Linked DNA regions of Mus musculus: region 1 is linked to region 2. A link is a contact called in public HiChIP or PLAC-seq data. All regions are on one chromosome and are shown on one strand. The core of a region is the stretch at or near the end of the contact, and the rest is flanking DNA. Distances in the headings are between cores, read along the strand shown.

Region 1 (3,389 bases), core at 362-2,861, 120 kb before region 2:
TGCAGCGTTAGGGAGGTTGAGGACCACTAGAGCAGAAGGTTAGCAAGGGATGAGTGGGGGTGGCAGAGGATTCAAGAGCTCGCTCATTTCTACTGTAGTGCTTCTCTTGTGTTTCCTTGGCCAAATTTCAGAGTCCAACCTTGGGTCCCTGTCATAAGGACCTGGGGAGAAGATGCATTTCCTTCTAGAGATCAAGGTCTTGGCTGGAGTCCCCACCCCTAAGACATTTGGATGCTCCCACTACAATTCTCCTTTATGCCCTGACAGCCAGAAGGTACTCTGTAAGCCTGGAACCTGGAGCTTTTAACCAGGCTCCACTGGATTGTAGTGTGTTGGGGAGTTTAGAAAAGCCTGCTCACAGCTCTTTACATCTGTGTCCTGTGACCAGGGTAGCAGGATAGCCTTGCAGTAGCCCGCATCTCAGCATCTGCAGCAGTTACTCAGCAAAGATTTCCGAAAAGAAAGATGAGAGTGGTTTGGTTTTGGTGGCAAGACTAGTTCTCTCCCTCTGTAGCCCAGGCTGACCTCAAATGAGGCAATCCTATTGTCTTTGCCTCTCTGGTACTGGGACTATCAGTTTGCCTAACCAACCACACCCATCTCAGTGATGGATGGCTTGAGATACACCTCCTCAGTGGAGAAGTGGCTCCCCCTGAAGAATGCTTGCCAGGCAGGAGTGCAGTCATTGTCACCAAGCTTGGGTGACCAGGACCAGAGGGCTCCACCCACCTAGACTTCTGATCTTTGGTCTTATCACCTCCTCTCTTGAGGTTGCAGTTGCAGCGGAGCCTGGCTTTTAAAAGCTGTTTTGGTGACTGTTATCATGCTGGGGTGGGGGTGGGGGTTATCAGGGAGCACTGCCCATCTCCGCTTTGCTACCTTGTTTCTTGCTCTGAGAAGTTGTTAACTGGGAGTCTCTTTGGAGGGTGGCCCTGGGTTCTTCAGCAGTCACCCCAAACCTCTGCCTTAGGGGCTTGATCAAAATTCCATAATATTGGGTTTGAATCCAGACTAGGAACTGAGAGACCCGAGGAGGAGCCTGGTAATCTACATCTTCCGTCAGCCGGAAGTACAGGTTACCTGTCAGCCCTGCCTCCCACACACCAGACCACTTCCTGTTCTCACTACCAGGACAGGGTCCCCAGATCATCATGAATCAAACTTCGCGTGTCACTTCCCTCTGGCGCCAAAGCCTTCGCAGCTTCTGCTGGTTTCTCTCCTGGTTATCAAAAGGGGTGATGATCTTTATCCCTAATTTGTCCCAACCGGCCCACAGTGGCTGCTATATGCTGGGTGGCACGTGGTAGGTGGCCCAGGCCTGGTCAATTGAGTTTAGAGCTTGCAAATCAGAGACAGACACTTTGGCATGAGCCATAGCTGTGGGCATCCCCAAGAAGACAGGGCGCCCCTCTCCTAGGAATCGGGAAAGGCTCAGCGAGTGGTCCCTAAGGTAGAGCTCGCAGGCAACAGCTTCTGACCGGACCCTGGGTCAGACAGCAGCAGGTGAAGCAGAAGTTGTCTGGGCCTGTCGCTCAGGCCAGACCGGGCGGTGCCCCTCCCCGTCCGGGCGGCGCCCCGCCCCACCAGCCACCGCCGTCCCCGCCCCCTCCAGGCTGCAACAGGTGCCTTGAGCAGGAAGCTCGCGCCGCCACCCGCTCCCCGGACGCGTCCAGGACCCACTGCGCCGTGAGCCATCCTCGGCCTCACCGTGCGCCACAGATACGGTGACCCCTGCTCTGCGCCCCGCGACTCTATACGAACCCGCATCCCGAACGCCCCGAGCCATGGACGTCCCGGAGCCGCAGCCCGACCCCGATGGCGGGGACGGCCCCGGCCACGAGCCCGGGGGCAGTCCCCAAGACGAGCTGGACTTTTCCATCCTCTTCGATTATGACTATCTGAACCCTATCGAAGGTCGGTAGAGGCTCCCCAAGCTTAGTCCTAGAGCCCTGGCGGGGACAGGGCCTAGGGACCCGATGCAGGGCTTCCTCCTGGAGCCTGCAGCAGGGGTTGCTCCTGCCCTAGTGACAGGGAGGGGAGCCAGAGTGGCCACACCATGGGGGAGGGGGGAGATTTCCAGGAGGTTGAGGGTCACTGTCAGTATAACAAAGGATGGTTAGCTCCCTAGTTCAGCCCAGAGGCTGTAGAGGAGATGTTTTTGCTTTCTGAGAGTGGCTTCGGTAGAGGTAGAGGGGCGTGTGCCCAAGGATGTCAGAGAGGCTGCAGCTGAGCCTGACAGTCTTACCCCTGAGGCTGTGAGACAGTGAGCCTGCGGCATCCTGGGAGCCGGTTGTTGGGGACTTTGTGTTGAAACTAAGGAAGAGGCTCTGTCTCATGCTTGAGGGTGGTTTGCCTCTGGTGCCAGGAGGCTGGCCCATTTCCTCTCCGAGTTTACCAGTCGTTGCAGGTGGACCAGGTTACTAAGTGAGCTTTCACCAGCCCCTCACCCATGCTCTCATGGATGGGGCACCTGGGAGAGGAGGACCGGCTATTTCTGCTGAAGTTTAGTCTGGCCCCCTATTGCTGGGGGCTGGGCAACGCCTCTGTCACTCCAGCATTTAACAGCATCTGTCAGAGGCGGTAGCAGGCTTTATGCCCAGCTTCACATTGCATTTTCTGGTTAGAAAACTTGTTGCCTGGGAGCAAACAAGAAAACCTAACCAGGTTTCCTGATTTTGACAGCCCAGCCCTTGCCTGCGGCAGGCTCAGGGGCAAGCCTGCTGGCAGCTTCCAGATGCCTCAGTGGCTGCGGGCTTGCGGGCATCTGGTGCCTGGTGCGTAGGAAGGGTTTTGATGCCAGGCTGGGGAGTTGCAGAGTCCTGGTGGCATTAACCCTTTCTTCCAGCAGGGTCCTCACGGACAACCTTTGGGGAGGGACTTGCTTTAGTGACGATTTTTACGTTTCAGCTAGAGATGATAATAATAGTCAAAGAGCCAGTGTTCATGTTTTTTAGAGGTCCGTTCTAGGGACAGGTTTCCCTTGAAAAGACACAGTTAGCAATCTGTGAGCCATTCACACACATCAGTGGGCTGTGTATTCATTAAGATTAAAGTCCTATCTAGCTGGCAGGGAATTCACACTCCTCTCTCAGGCTCTCTCTCTCTCTCTCTCTCTCTCTCTCTCTCTCTCTCTAGGTGAGGGTGGAGGGTGAGGATTTCCGGGGAAATAGTTTCCAAGCCAAATCTGGTGGGAGGTGCTTTTTATAGTTTTTCTTGGCAAGCAGAGCTCCGTGGCCAGCAGATGGGTGGCTTAATGACCATGGGAAAGCCTGGTACCCTGTGTTATTGTTGTGTTTTTAATAATATACTTTATTTGGGGGTTCCAGTTTTCCGTTTGTAGAAGCACTGAGATAGTAACACAGAGTTCCCAGATATCCAAGACCCCTTCC
Region 2 (3,738 bases), core at 746-3,245:
TAGGTCAGAAGCCCTCAAAGAGCCCCTCAACCTACAGGGTTCAGATTCCAGAAGTTTCCTGGTGAGCCCATGGCTCCCGGTAGCTGGTGTGGATGCCACTAATACAAGCTCTCGGGAATGATCACATAGCTTCAGTGGGTAGGAAACCCCCCACCTCCGCTGCCACACACCCAGCACCTGCCCAGCAGCAGACACCCCAAGCTGGCTGCACCCTGTAGAATGTTTGCTGTAACTGTGTCTTTCCCCACTTCTGAAGCTCTTCCACGCTTTTCTGGAAGGCCAGCATCAGCAAGCAGCCAAGGACAGGAGCAAGACTACACCCACTCAAAATAGACAGACATCTTTTACATCTCCATGCAAGCTTTCCTGGCAAACATAAATCTGAACCATTTTTTTTGTTTGTTTCCCCTGATGCAAAACGAGAACAGTCGCCACCTTCCCAGTCTCAGGACCCTGACAGACACTGGCTTCTGTTTGCTATCGGTTTCCTACAGCATCACTCCACGGCTGGGCTTCACCATTGAGCCTTGAGCTCCTGTAGGGAGCTCATTTGCCATGAGATCTGGAAAAACATAATAGAGGCTGGGGTTTCTTTGCTTTTTAACTAGACCCTAAGAGCCGGAAATGAGTCTGTCCACTTTTCAAAACTCCCCAGATGTAAAGGAAGCACACACTGGAACCCCTGGGGTGACAGCAGTCTTGCAGGGGTCCCTGGCCACTCGTGCCATAGCAACAACAGCAGCAGCAGCGTTACAGCAGGGGAGGCATGACTCTGGGTTGGTAGCAAGTGGGGGCTTCAGAAGGCTTCAGAGAGAAAGTAGGACAGACACCGGCGCAGCCTCTTTGGGGTCATAGACCAGAAGGAAGCACAGAACCAGGTTGACTCTCAAACAGCAAGAAGGCGGAACCACAAGAGTCATTAGTAATTGAAAGTGAAGGCCACAGCCAGGAGGAGGCAGAGGGGACTGGCTTGTAACCCTCATGACATTCTGTGGTACAAACATCAGGTTTGGACTAAACTTTTCCCTAGACCGCCTCTCTGAGCCCACCTGCCCCAACTTCCTGGTAGCACCCAGAAGTGAGGTTGTGTGTACACAGCCCAACCTAGAGGTACAGCCAAGGAGACTGCCCCAGCCCAGCTGCTTTAAGAATTCCTTTTTCCTGCAGATTCTATACTCAGAAAGTGCACAGTGCCATCATGGCCATCAAACGTACTGCAGGGACTATACTGTACTTAGCCAGATTTTGAGGAGGGACAGTAAACCACAACCTCTAGGACAAATTTGCCAAGGTCCCTCAAGCGCCCCACCAGGAGCAGTGTAGACCCACAAGATTCTATCTCAGGGCCTTTGTGCCTAGTGACACAAGGCCACATAGGCCAGGCTTCCCAGGACCATTTTTGAACAGGGCAGTTCAGACTCCTTTAGAAGATTCCAGATGTGGACACATCTGCATGACTTCACTGTGCCAGCCACAGGGCATTTCTAGTTAACATGCCTGAGATTCCCCAGTTCCTGGTCTCCACCCCTCCCTTCTCCACCAGCTTGCAGCAACACCATCCAAACAGTTGCTTAAGGGACAATATTGCGGTCACCCTGAGCTCTCACAGCCCCATTTCCTACAAATCAGCGAGTTCTGTGGCTCTGTCTCTAAGGTGTCTGTCGCCTCCTCCCACGGTACCCAGAGACCTCCCCTCATCTGCCTGGATGACATGGTAGTTCTCAAGTTTCCCGGTTATTTCCCACCCATCTTGCCCACAGCAGAGCCAGACCAAGTCTCAAGATACCTCGCATCCCCTTCTGCCTATAGGCAAAGCACCTCATGGGCCTTAGCATTTAGATCCGGACCCCAGGTAGCATCCTCAGCCATCCTCCCTCCTCCCCATCTCCACTCACACAGCTTGCCTCCCTTGTTCTCAGACCACATCTCCCAGTTCTGGTTCTCCTTTCTTAGTACCGGAAGTGCCCACTTCCGAACTCCGGAAGTGCTCCTGGCTCTTCCTCCCCAGTGGCAAGGTACCCCGTGAGGCGCCCTACATGCTGAGCCAGTGCTGGTATTAGATGTCAGCTTGCTTATTGACTGTTTCATCTTGTGGGTCCCAGGAGAGGAGGGTAGTGCTTGCCTGGGCTCGGGGCTACCTCTCCACGCCCAGCACACAGTAGGACATCAGTACATGGAGGATAGGGGGTTGAATAAACAGACATCATAAACAGCTTTGACATGCACAAGAGACAGACAGCCACAAAAAAAAATTAATCACTTCCTAATATCTAACCCATTTTTCAAAACCAAACAATGATCTCAAGAGAGGCCTTCCTGGTGCCCCATGGGGCTTGGTGTGTTCATTTCTGGTTACACAGCGGTTGTTTTCTGGCAAGCGCCAACTCCCTTCACTGCAGAAAGCAATAACGACATGACTCCCTCTGGTCCGCGAGCTGCCAGGCCAGCATCTGCTCCCGGCAGCCTGCAGTCACCTGCGGCCCTCCTGCCTGTAAAGCACTCTCTGCTGTAGCTCGATGGCTCCTATGGGGCAGGTAAAGGAAGGGCGGGCAGCCAGCGGCTGTTTACTAGACAAATGTGAAACTGGAACTTCCCCAGGGGGTGCGATTGATCAGGTGAGAAAGGCAGCGGATGTGGGGGCTCCACAGCGCCCACTGCAGGCCGCACGGCAACACCGCAGCCTGGCCCTCAAACCTCAGGGCTCCCAGAAACCCAGGCTCGCAGTTACCAGTTACCCTTCACATACTACCAGTGGTCCCCAGGGCCTCTGAGTACCAAAGGGTATTCTGCCCAACCCTGGCCCTTCCTGAGGCCCACCCTGCTGAAACTAAGTTGGGATCCTAAACACCATGGCTTCCCATCTCCCGGCTCGTGGTCTCACCCCAGCTTTTTGCTTTTTATGCTTCTCATGGGCTGTCAAGTCCTCCCTCCCCGTCTTTCAGGAGTCCCCGAGACCCTGCTGTCTACATTTTTCCTTCCTAAAATGCTTTTTGCCTTCTACAACCCATGGTAATAAGACCCCACATTCCCCTCTGAGACCCAGCAGCTCCCGAGCCCACGCCACCCCAATCCCCACCTGACTCTACAGGTTCTGGAAACATTTGTAGACAATGCAGTGCTTAAAGTGTCAAAAACTTACAGTCGCAGCTCTGGGGACCAGAAGTCCAAAGTGGGGTTTGTGGAGATGCTCAGCAGGTCCCTCCAGAGAGGACCCCCCCTCCTGCCTCTTAGGAAATAAGACAGCTGCCCTTGGGACAGGGCTCCCAGGAAACTCCATATTCTAAGCCAGCAATGTGCCTCACCAGCTGGTCTCCATGAACTTCCTTTGGCTGATAATCTATGATCACACAGGGCACACCTGGGCAGCCCAAGCACCCTCCCCAAATCACCTGTGATCAGTGTTCACACCATCTCTTGCTGTGGAAGATCCATGGGTTTCGGGAACTATGGGGACCTCTTTGGGGAGGTCTCTGTCAGCTCAGAAGTGACCCCGAGGCTCCTGGGGCTGGTGTGTGTGGGGGTGTGTGTGTGTGTGTGGGGGGGTTGTCTTCCATTCCTTTCCGGACTGCAGGTTGTGATCCCCACCTGAGAGAAAGGAGCTTCAGTTGGGGAAGTGCCTCCTTGAGATCCACCTGTGGGGCATTTTTTCAATTAGTTATCAAGGCAGGAGGACCCCTTGTGGGTGGTGCCATCCCTGGGCTGGTAGTCTTGGGTTCTATAAGAGAGCAAGCTGAGCAA

Evidence for each region. HiChIP or PLAC-seq counts read pairs in DNA pulled down with a chosen protein or histone mark.
Region 1: a CTCF HiChIP or PLAC-seq map of CD8 T cells shows a contact between it and region 2, with 24 read pairs. The contact joins the promoter of Nfatc2 here to the enhancer-like site in region 2. A contact is called at or near these places in 18 of 39 promoter capture datasets (the 3T3-L1 cell line, 3T3-L1-derived adipocytes, cranial neural crest and 11 more), 2 of 15 datasets of contacts at CTCF or cohesin (CD8 T cells and embryonic stem cells), 29 of 484 Hi-C or Micro-C datasets (the AML12 cell line, B cells, the Ba/F3 cell line and 21 more), 39 of 115 datasets of contacts at active chromatin or transcription factors (CD8 T cells, DN3 thymocytes, the HPC-7 cell line and 28 more) and 5 of 9 other capture datasets (adipose tissue, embryonic stem cells, liver and 2 more).

What each region holds. Positions count from the first base shown.
Region 1 is chr2:168,588,587-168,591,975 of GRCm38.p6, reverse strand. Nfatc2 (nuclear factor of activated T cells, cytoplasmic, calcineurin dependent 2) reads left to right here and starts at 1,611. Exons shown (of 11, transcript NM_001136073.2): 1 at 1,611-1,914. The coding sequence starts at 1,785.
Region 2 is chr2:168,471,923-168,475,660 of GRCm38.p6, reverse strand. No RefSeq gene overlaps it. Among named protein-coding and RNA genes, the nearest start is that of Gm33413, 34 kb to the right of the region's middle. Within about 2 kb of position 1,995, at least 117 of the 459 cell types and tissues checked have an H3K27ac peak or open chromatin away from gene starts, as enhancers often do. A contact at or near this core is called in B cells, the Ba/F3 cell line, CD8 T cells and 20 more, where this site is marked.